Regions from separate parts of the Sus scrofa genome. Here region 2 is linked to region 1. A link is a contact called in public Hi-C data. All regions are on one chromosome and are shown on one strand. The core of a region is the stretch at or near the end of the contact, and the rest is flanking DNA. Distances in the headings are between cores, read along the strand shown. Region 1 holds the start of AHSA1 (activator of 90 kDa heat shock protein ATPase homolog 1). Region 2 holds the start of GTF2A1 (transcription initiation factor IIA subunit 1).

Region 1 (5,483 bases), core at 1,198-3,697:
ATTAAACTGCTAGGTTTACATGGAGAGGGAAAAAAAAAAAAACCACTAAAAAACTCCCTCTCACTTTAAAAATCATCCAAGAGACAGAAATAGTGAGCCTGAGAAATGTCACCTTGTGTCCAAATACAGACCCAAAGATCAGGGGCTCAGCTACTTCACTGGTGGGGACTCGTGAGACCCAGGGAGAGGAAACCCACTGAGTGTCCCACAATGGAAGAAACATTTCAGCATCCAATACTGCTTTCTATTGGACTTGAAAGCAGCACTATCAGCCTTCCTTGAAAAAAGGTCATAACCTCTCAAAAACTGTTCTCCTCTGCTCCTGAATAAGCCCGTCAAAATGCAGTTAACCTCTGTCCAAAGCCGAGCACAGACTTACCTGTCCAGTTTAGTTTGATGCTCCACTCATAAAAGAAGATAAGTTTGCCTTTACGATTGTTAATGGATGCCTCCCCATCAAGCTTATTCACTTCTGTCACCTCGCACTTGCCTTCCTCATTTTGCACCCGCACTGCCAGGAACAGTGTTTTCAGCTTATCTGTGGACCAATTTGAAGCATCCCTCTCTGTCCTGCAAAATAAAAACAAAGCTATGGACCAGCAGCCAAATGAAGGCGATTACTTACTCTATGCGAAAGCATTCAAGGCTAACAGAGGCCAGAAAGGAACACAAAACACTCAGTCCCACTCCTGCATGTCCACAAACATGTTACTCTTTCAGGAAGACCAGAGTCTTATACTGCCAATAAAGACACCTGCTGTACAGAATGATTACAAACTAAATGGAAAAATCTGCTTTCAGAGTTCCCGTCGTGGCTCAATGGTTAACGAATCTGACTAGGAACCATGAGGCTGTGGGTTCGATCCCTGGCCTTGCTCAGTGGGTTAAGGATCTGGCATTGCCCTGAGCTGTGGTGTAGGTTGCAGATGCGGCTAGGATCCTGCGTTGCTGTGGCTCTAGCATAGGCCAGCGGCTACAGCTCTGATTAGACCCCTAGCCTGGGACCCTCCGTATGCCACAGGAGCGGCCCAAGAAATGGCAAAAAGACCAAAAAAAAAAAAAAAAGAAAAAAAAAAGAAAAGAAAAGAAAAATCTGCTTTCCTTTCTCAGCAATGATAGTGCTAGGGTGGGAATTTGGTAATTTTACATGGCGCCCCCGTCTGACCAAGTGGAAAACTGTGCACAGCTTGCTGAGGTCAGGAGCACACTACTGTCTAGAGAATGCACTATTGAGCTAAAAGGTCCAGTGAGAAATAAACCAATAATTTTAACCTCATAAGCAGTATTTGACCTGTTAAATTCAAGCGTGCCACAAAATGCTCTACACATTCTGCGCCCTCTAAATAGCTAGAAAATCAATGTTAAGCCAAGGACTTTCAAAGAAACAAAAAAAAATTAAGTCAAGCACATTATGTTAAGAGGAGAAGTGGCGGGCTGAGATACAGAGAAGAAAAACTACCTACCTCCCAACTTACTAAGTAGAGAAAACAGTAAAAAGAACTACAACAAAGTAAAAATAAAGACAGTATGAACAGAGTTCAGTGGACTTAAAAGAAAACATTACTTCCAGAAGATTTCATGAAGAATGGTAGGCTTTCAAGTGGTCAGGTTATAAAACCACGATTGCCCGGCAACAAGGGGCAGTCCCTGTAATTACAATACAATCACTTAACAGTTCCGGGTGAGAGGCCGTGGCGCCTTGAGCATCACTGAACTCTAAGCACCTGCTGAACACGTTCCAAACCTTAGCCTTCTGGAGTGAGGCAGCGGTTCGCTATGACTTACTTTTAAATTCCACCCGTCAGTGGAAAAATAGAAATCCTAACCCTCCGCAGCCTAACCCTGCAATCTCCGAATACAGTCCGCGACGGTTTGGGTCTCAGTGACTTCTCCGGCCACGTGTGGGAAGCACCTCTCTGCCCAGGCTGAATACAGCTGCTAGGGGTTATGTTCTCTTATATCTGAAACCCCTCCTCTGGGGCGCAGCCCTCCACGTCGTACCCCCTGCGCCCCCCTCCGCCAAACTGAAACGGAGACCGGAGAGTAGAGGAACCTGGAACTACGGACCCCCACAACAAGAAACACCCACGCCCATCTCCGGGCAGGTAGGGATGCCTCGGCCCCAGCTTTGTCCCGGCAGAGGTTCCGGGGACCCTGTAACCCCGGCCCTGCCGTAGCGTTCCCGCGGCCTGGCCCGCTGGCCCTCACCAATGCCAGTTGTTGACGTTGGTGGCGTCCGCCCGCTCCTCCACGATCCAGCGTGGGTCGCCCTCACCCCACTTAGCCATCGGCTCGCCTATCGCGCCGCCACCAGCGCCTAAGCAGCCACAGCCACAGCCTCAGGACCGCCCGGTCCCAGCCGCCCGGCAGCGCCTGGAAACTACTAGAAGCGGCCGCAGATCCTCCTAGCTTGCTTTTCCCTCCACCCCCCGCCCCTCCCCGCCTCAACTTCCGGCTCCTCCTCCGTCCTACCGGGTACTTCCGTTCCCCCTCGTCGGACCTTAGCTTCCCACTGCTCTAGGGCTCCTGCTAACTCCTTCGGGTTATCCCGTAAAAGGCCCGAAATGCAACCCTCAACACGACCATTCCCCACCCGCAGAGACCCAAAAGACAAGTCTCACTGTTTCCCTGAACCCTTAATCTGCCCTGTTGAGCCTCATGGGAGTTGTAGTCTTCAGTGACCCTGCAAAATAACCGCGGAAGGTCGTGCAACCTGTAGAGGAAACCTCCTAAGCACGGTGCGCTGGGTGTTCTGGGAGTTGTAGTCATGAGGCCCGGAGTCTGTCCAGGCAGCGTCGGATGATCGAGGCGGCGAGAACTACAACTTCCATAATGCGATGTGGCTTCCTTTTTGACTCATGGTTCCTCCCCCTCTGCGACACCTCCTCCCGCCTCTCTCCGAGACTATCCCCTTCCGCCCCTTTTCTATGTCGCAAAGATTGTGTAGAAAGGCTGGTCCAGCGGCGGAAGAGTCTGGCGCTGACCTGAGAGGGAGGGCTCGGTGTGGAAGAGGTGAGGGTGTCCCAAACCCCTTGGGCCACGTATCTGGCTGAGTTCAGCCTCTCCGCATCCATATCTTCCCCCCTATTCTTTGAGGCGTCCCCAGACCTCCCAGGCCTGACTCTTGTTTCAGTCCCCCTGACCCCTGGGTTGGGAGCCAGTGTACACTCGGTGTTGGGGCTGCGAATGAGCCCGAACAGGTGATTTTGAACGAACTTCTGCCCCACCAGGGTTCTCCTGGGCTCTGGCCGCTTCTGTAGATCCGTGTTTCCTGGACGTGGCCCGTGGAGTCTTCCTAGTTTAAGCCACATTTCCTCGTCTCAGTTCATAGCCGCACCTTTGTAGGCCTGGCTCGGAAGATGTTAAATGAATCCGAATATGACTTCTCAGTAGCTGGCTTCTGGGGTGTTCTGAGGCAGGGAGCGTGTTGGTTGTAGATATTTTGGGGGTGTCCGTTTTCTTTTCCTTATCGTGTTCCTGTTCTCCCCTCGGATCTACTATCCAGTATTGTGGGTTCTCAGTAAACAAGTGACAAGGACAAGCCCTGAAGTATTTTAAGTCGTGCGGAAGCACCTTTCATAGTCACTCTTAAAATTGCACCTGGTGGTTTTATAAATTCTAGAACGATTAAATGATTGTCTTTTTATTTACTGAGTAGATCTTGGTTCTGATTTGATGCTGGAAGTACAAACTAGTGTCACGTGTTCATTGCCATTGCATGGTTAAAAAAGATTCCAGAAGTCCTCTGGTGGATTATTGGATTTGTTAGACATATTCTGTGCTTATTCGTAGACACTTACAGATATTTATTTTTTGTAGTATAGTAAGGACCTGCGGTCGTTTCCCCTAGAGTGATAAAAAGGACCATGCAAATCGAAGTGGAAATGATCTAGGAGAGAGAAAACCTGGATTATAGAAGCAATTAGCTTAATACTTTTGATGCTTAATCCTTTTGTGCCTCATTTCCCTCATCAGTGAAATGGAGTCTGCCAGGCCTCCCTTAAAGGGTTGTTCTGAGGATTACAAAGTGCTCTATAAAGTGGCATCTCTACCAGAGACATTCACATCCTGTATACACACCTTCAGTGTTTGGGATGGGCACTTAGAAGTTTTGTGTCAAATAATATTTTTTTTAAACTTTAGGAATGCTTAGAAAGATTTTCTTTCTACCTTTGACATTAATAAGTCTTTCAGTTGACTTATTAATAATAAAAATATTGAACATTAATTTTGTATCAGGCACTAAAGTGCCTTATGTGTTTAAACTGGTTTAAGCCTCACATCAGTCTTACAAGGTGGTTTCTTTTCTTTTTTTTTTCCTTTTTGTCCTTTTAGGGCCACACCTGAGGCATGTGGAGGTTCCCAGGCTAGGGGTTGAATCGGAGCTGTTGCTTCCAGCCTACACCATAGCCACAGCAATGCCAACCAGATCCAAGCTGTGTCTGCAACCTACACCACAGCTCATGGCAATGCCATATCCTTAACCCACTGAGCGAGGCCAGGGATCAAACCCGAAACTTCATGGTTCCTAGTGGGATTTGTTTCCACTGTGCCATGACAGGTGGTTTCTATTGTTATGCCCATTTCACAGATGGCTGAGATAGAAAGATGGCAGAAGATATACTATACTGGAAAGTCCTAACAGTGTTTATACTAGGCACCTTGTTAGGTGTTTCTTGAGTCCTATTTATTCCTCACTGCAGTTCTGTGAGCTGGGATATCATTTTCTCCAAGGCATAGAAGTAAAATTATTTACCTGTTTGCTAGAATTGGAGAGGCCAAGATTTGAGTTCAGGTCTGCTTGACTACAAAACCTATGCTTGTCCCAATAAAAGGGATGATTTCATTGTGTTTGCCAGCTTTTTATTTGGTTTTGACTCCCTGGATTAAATACACAAAAGAATTTTTTTTTTTTTTTTTTGGTCTTTTTAGGGCCATACCTGTGGTATATGGAAGTTCCCAGGCTAGGGGTAGAATCAGAGATGCAACTGTCACCTTCCAGTCCTCCACCACAGCCACAGCCACAGCCACGCCAGATCCGAACTGCATCTGCAACCTACACTGCAGTTTGTGGCTACACCAGATCCTTAACCCACTGAGCAAGGTGGAGGGATCGAACCCTCATCCTCACAGACACTATGCTGGGTTCTTAACCTGCTGAGCCACAATGGGAACTCTGACAAAAGGATTTTTAAGACACATCCAGGTTCAGTAGAAATCAATTAGTGATGTCCTCATGGAAAAGGGTCAGGTAGTTAAAAATTCTCAATCTTACCTTTGCCGTCCCTAGATCCCCTGAACTCGAAGTGAGAGCAGAGTATGTTAAGGGCCGTTGGGAGCCTCAGTGGGGCTGCCCAGATGAATGTTCCTTAAGCTTCTGTTGAGAAAGGTGCTATTGAAAGAAAAGAACAAGCAAATCAAGCCTTTAGAATTGGACATTTCGTAGCCTTTGGAGTTATTTTTGGTGCTGCGGGAGTTTTGGT
Region 2 (5,483 bases), core at 2,038-4,537, 3.5 Mb before region 1:
GGTGCTTCAGGTTAAGGATCCGGCATTGCCACTGAAGCAGCCTGGATCGCTGCTGTGGCGTGGGTTCAATCTTGGCCCGGGAATTTTCACATGCCGCAATGTGGTGTGTATATACATATATATATATATATTTACAGTGGAATATTACTTGGTCATAAAAATATTACCATTTCAGCAATACAGATGAACCTAGAGATTTTTATACTTAGTAAGTCAAAGACAAACGTTTTATGATATCACTTGTGTGTGGTATCTGAAAAATAACCCAAACAAGTTTATATTCAAACTGAAACAGACTTACAGACGTAGAAAATAAACTAGTGTTTATCAAAGGGGAAGGTGGAGGGATAAACTAGGAGTATGGAATTAACAAATACAAACTCTGACACATAAAATAGATAAGCAACAAGGATTTACTAATTGCACAGGAAACTATATTCAGTATCTTGTAATAACCTATAATGGAAAATAATCTGAAAAAAAATTAACAATCACTTGGCAGTAGGCCTGAAACTGACAAAATATTGTGAATCAACTATACTTCAAATCAAAATTAGGTGAACCCGAATATAACTTCATTTGGTTGGACTGAAATACATGTGTTTTTAATATCTTGAAAGAATGCTGTAATTATGTAGTATACTTCACAATAAGGCTTTCACTAGGATTAGCAAGTTTGAGATATGCTCTTTCTTCTCAATTTCTGTATTCTCCAAAAGAACCCAATACTACTGAACCTATAAGGGCTGTATGATGCCTAAATATGCCACATCATTTGCTTTATTTAGTCATTTATTATTTTAATTTAAGCCAATTTCCATGAATAGTCTCTTTAGATTTTCCTCTCTCTTGGCATTGTTGCTTAAATAGTCATTTGGACAGTAAAACATTTAACTGTTTAGACATATTAAGGTTTGGTGTCATTTTGCTTATGGTATATTAAAATTTATGCATTGAGTTTTTCCTTTTCTTTTGTTTGGCAGTTATCAGGTGTAAAACAGAATATTAATATTAAAAGAAGTGACTTTATATCCTCCAATATAAAACATTTAAAAAAAAAGATTCATCTAGAAGAGAGCACTATTATGTAACTAAGTACATGATACTACAAAGTACAAGTTCACAAACTGAAAAGCCAGTATAAATGTTTCACGTAAGGAACTGCTAAAATGAGAACAGTTATTTAAGCTTTCAGGTACAATGAAGAAAAAGTTCACATACAAACAATTTAGTGCAATGCTACAGTCAATCTTAAATGGGAAGAGTTTTCTGTTCACAAATGTTCAGTTTTGTGAATTCATGAACTTTAGCCTCCAAATTATTCAGACCCACCATTTTGGTGAAAGATCAGAAAATGTCTTTTTCTGAAACTAAACTGGCTGACACAAACGTATCCCAACTGAAGAAATCCTATAGCTAAATGAAGATTGTAAAACAATAAACTGGAATGTAATCCATGATGGTTTACTTGGTAGTCATACTGTGGGGTGAAGAGAAGACATTTGGGAAAACTTTAATCAAGGTATTGTTGCAAATTAGAGTGTGTAAAGAGAAGCTGATGCAGAGCCTCCAAGGAGTCTGAAGGTCTTAAATGGAGGTCATAAATAGGTTTTTTCCCCTTTTAAATTCAAGAACTATATTCAATTATTTCATAGGTCAGACCCAATCAGAGAATACCTGTCCTTATTCTCTTTAGGAATATTTCTGAGGGAAGTAAATCTCATATATTCTACCCCATGTCCTGTTTGCAGTGATCCTAGTTTTAACTGATGTCAAAACACTTGATCAATTTAGTTAAGAATACTAAGTGATAGGGAAGAAAAAGAGGTGAAAGGTGAGGGATTCCATGTACAAACAGTACTACTTAAATAAGGAGGTAAAAAGTCCTCTTAAAATGGTAAGAAATTAAAGACATGGGTTAATTTAACTTTTCGGGCCAATGGTCACTTGAATATTACATGAATTACAAATGGTGATGGAATCATAATTTTATATAATAGTATAGGACAATATGATTTCCTATGGTCTTATCTCTTTCAGTGTTCCCAAAGAGGCCACTGTGCAGGGAACTGAAAAGCAACTGATCTTTCTCAAATCTTCTTTCAGGAGCATAAGTTTGACATTTTGTTTTGCTTTGCTTTTTGAGGATCAACTCCCTCACTTGTCCAGACTGCATTCCATGTCACTCGCAATTCCTAGGGACAAGAAAATTAGGAACTGTTGAGTTCTGTCTTCTAAACAGAGTATTCCGTTTTGCGTGAAATGCTGATATAAAGGCGGGATTAGCTTGGGCAGAGCAGGTCAAACGCCTACTGAGTTGCCCTTGAATACATGGCCATTTTCTACCTGCTCTCTTGCAGCCATGAGAGTTGATGGGTCAAGGGCAAGTATTCAAGATGTTAGCACGTGCTGAACATATGGAATCACTGAATTTTTGCAACATTTAAAAAAAAAAAAAACCAGGAAAAGTTGTGCGGTCATAATCCAGGTGGTGACCTTTTTTGGGGGGTTAGTTTTAACATTTCTACCACCTTGAGAAGTTATTTGAAGTAAGTGGGCTTGGAGAGGCCGGGACTCTGGGGAACGGAAATTTAAAGAGACTTTGTAGTTGTACTGATGGAGACAGACAACTCTGCTGGCTTCAGGGATTATTAATTGTGGAATGTAATAATATGTAATAATTGTTGAATGTAGTAAGAGGGGAACCAAATCAGTTCCCTTTCAGGAACTCATACACAATTTTGCAAGCGAAAGGCCCACCCTCAGCAAGGCGTGCTAACGCTTCAGCAACTAGGAGTCTGACCTTAGCTCACGCTCGGAGATGACTCCGCACTTAAAACTTTTGCCGGAAGCCGGGCCACGTGACCCGCCCTTTTCCACAGCCATGCCTAGCGGGGCAGCCGCCAGAGCTCCTACATTTCCTAGCCCCTCCAGCGTGGGACAGCTCAGAATCTCCCGACAGGAGGCGGAATCAGCTAGGTTTCGACTCGAGCGTCGCCACAACTCACGCTTTTCTCCAACAGAGCTTTGCAAGTTCTTCATCCCAAAACAGCAGCCGGAGACTTCCGCCTGGTTGCCGACCACGTGATCACGCGACATTTGGGGAGACCGCGGTCGGACTTCCCTACTTAAGTCCCCGGGTCCCGCCCACACAACACCCTCCCCTGAGCGTGACGACGCGGCTCGCGGCGGCCTCCGCCCCGGCGCGCCTGCGCACGCGGCTCTCGCGGTGTCTTGCGCTCAGCCCCGCCCACCTCTGCCCCCGCCCTTTCCGCCCCTCCCTCCCCCTCCGCCCTGTCTCTCGGCGGCAGCGGCGGCAGCGGCGGCTCGCGCAGCTCGTTGGCTCACTATATAAAGGGAGAAGCGGGCGGACCGGACGGCTGGAGCTGCAGCCGGTGGCGGCAGCGGCGGCGCGGGGAGCGGCGACCAGTGGTGGTTTCCCTCCTTGGCGCGGGGTGGGGAGCGGGCAACGCCCCCCAAACCCCAGAAGGGTCGTGCCCTTTTTTTTTTTAAGGGCGATCCTCGAGTTTTTAGCTCCGGGAGGACTGCCCCCTCCTCTTCCTCCCCTCGCCGATCCCCTCTAATCCAGCAGGATCCGATTTTGTTTAAAATTCCCCCCCCAATTTTGCGGTGGCTTGGGTCACCCTCTGGGTGTTTTTTTTTTTTTTTTTCGTTTTGTTTTTATCTTGTTTTCTCGGGGCTTGCCCCCCTCTTGTTTGTGTTGTGTGTGGAAATGGCGAACTCGGCAAATACAAACACCGTGGTAAGGACGTGGTTCGGTGGCCGGCGGGGGCTTCGTTCAGGCGGCAGCAACGGCCGGACCGGGCGGGGGCGGGGACGGCGGCGACTCCCGGCCTCAACTCTCAGCTGCCCGCGCGGCTGCCGCCGCTGCCGCCGCCGCTTCCCGCCTCGGGCGGAGCGGGCCGGGGCGCGGGGCGGCGGGCGCGGGGGGGTGCCGAGGGCTCGGGGCCGCGGCGGCAGGGAGGGCGGGGGTGCCGGCGGGGCCTGGAACTGCCGCGGGGCGGTCCGGGCCGCTGAGGCGGTTGAGGCCGGGATGAGCGCGCGGCCCTGGCCCCAGACCCCATCCGCCAGGAGGGAGGGCGGGAGGGGAGCCTCCGCTTCCTCCCCGAAGCGGGTCCTGCCGCGCTGGCTGGAGAAGGGCTCTCCGAGCAGCCTCAAAACAAAAACCGTGTCTTGGGAACTGGGCGAATCCCCAAGACCCACCGCGATCCACTTTAACGCAGTGGAAGGCTAATGGCTACTTGGGGGTTACTTTGGGTGTTGTGGCGGGTTGTGCTTAGGAGGCTTCACTGGGGCCATTTTACGTTTAAGAAAAAAAAAAAAAAAAAAGGACGAAGGTTGAAAAGCACTTATCTCGGTTCCTTCCGAATCGGTAAAATGGCGAAGGGGAAGCAACCCCCCCCATCGTATCTTCGACTAGCAAAAACACCAAAACAAACAAAGCTTACAGTGGTCAAAGTGCCCCCACTTTCGCCTCGAAATTTGCCTACTTCTCACCGTTTGTCCCTTTTTTCTTACTTGCGATCACGTAGGTTTGCAAAAAGCAGTCACATAAATAACCTTTTCAGTCACCAACGCAATGTGATCACTAGTCCACCCCACTCTCTTATTTTTATTGTGACAATAAAACACGTTTTTGCCCGGTCCCAAATGCAGACAAGCCCGCGGCCGCCCGACTCCGTACCGTTGACGACTCGGGTCGATCCATCATGGCTGCGGCCGCTTACCCTGCCTTTCAGTCCCTGAGCCTTGTGGTCCTCCTCCCTTTGGCTGCCCTGTTTATATAGAGCCATTGCCGCTCTCTAATATAGACTCTGCCAGGATGGGAAGGTGCTTTTCAGGCCTACGTCACCGCCTCTCCATTTAAACACCAGATCCGGCTTTAAATAGTGAGAGCTGCTGAGAGCGGGGCTGGGAGGTGCGTGCTCTCGAGGCGAGAGGCAGGCGTGTGTAGAGCTCAATTTATTTCCAAGTCCTTTCGTACTCTAATTTCATACCCAATCGGGGCTGCTTTAGGAGCCCTAAGTTTTTGTTTTGATGCAGCAGCTGGGACTTAACCTTTGTTAGGGGAAAATAGAATTGCTGTCCCTTTTTATTTTGTGTTTTGTTTTTAAAGAGAATTTTAGCTTAGATGTCTTAATTGTTCCTGTATTGAGAAGATGCATGCATTATTTTTTTTTGTTTTTTGTTTGTTTTTGAAAAGCTTTAGGCATTACCTGTTAGCTGTAGAGGATTTGATTTTGGTAGTGCTTTGTTTATCAAGTATTCAGGGAATGTTAGACTATAGCTCGTAATACTTCATTATTTTTCCTATAATAAATATTTGAGACACGAAGCTTTTCAAAGTAGATAAGTATCTAAAGCTTTGACATAGGACCTCCTGTCAACAATACGTGTATGTATGGGATATTATGAATAATGTGAGAAGGCTTAGTGCAAACTGGGTATTCAAAAATTAAAAT

Evidence for each region. Hi-C and Micro-C count contacts between places; a contact is called where the count stands out from the background.
Region 2: a contact with region 1 is called in a Hi-C map of liver, with 10 times the contacts expected there. The contact joins the promoter of GTF2A1 here to the promoter of AHSA1 in region 1. A contact is called at or near these places in 2 of 47 Hi-C or Micro-C datasets (heart right ventricle and liver).

Annotation. Positions count from the first base shown.
Region 1 is chr7:100,507,560-100,513,042 of Sscrofa11.1, reverse strand. AHSA1 (activator of 90 kDa heat shock protein ATPase homolog 1) reads right to left here and starts at 2,447. Exons shown (of 9, transcript XM_001928890.6): 1 at 2,209-2,447; 2 at 380-570. The coding sequence starts at 2,288. It overlaps VIPAS39 (spermatogenesis-defective protein 39 homolog), which reads left to right and starts at 2,879. Exons shown (of 20, transcript XM_003356755.4): 1 at 2,879-3,012.
Region 2 is chr7:104,007,122-104,012,604 of Sscrofa11.1, reverse strand. It overlaps GTF2A1 (transcription initiation factor IIA subunit 1), which reads left to right and starts at 3,287. Exons shown (of 9, transcript XM_021099583.1): 1 at 3,287-3,763. The coding sequence starts at 3,734. It overlaps LOC110261640 (a long non-coding RNA gene), which reads right to left and starts at 4,792. Exons shown (of 4, transcript XR_002346024.1): 1 at 4,706-4,792.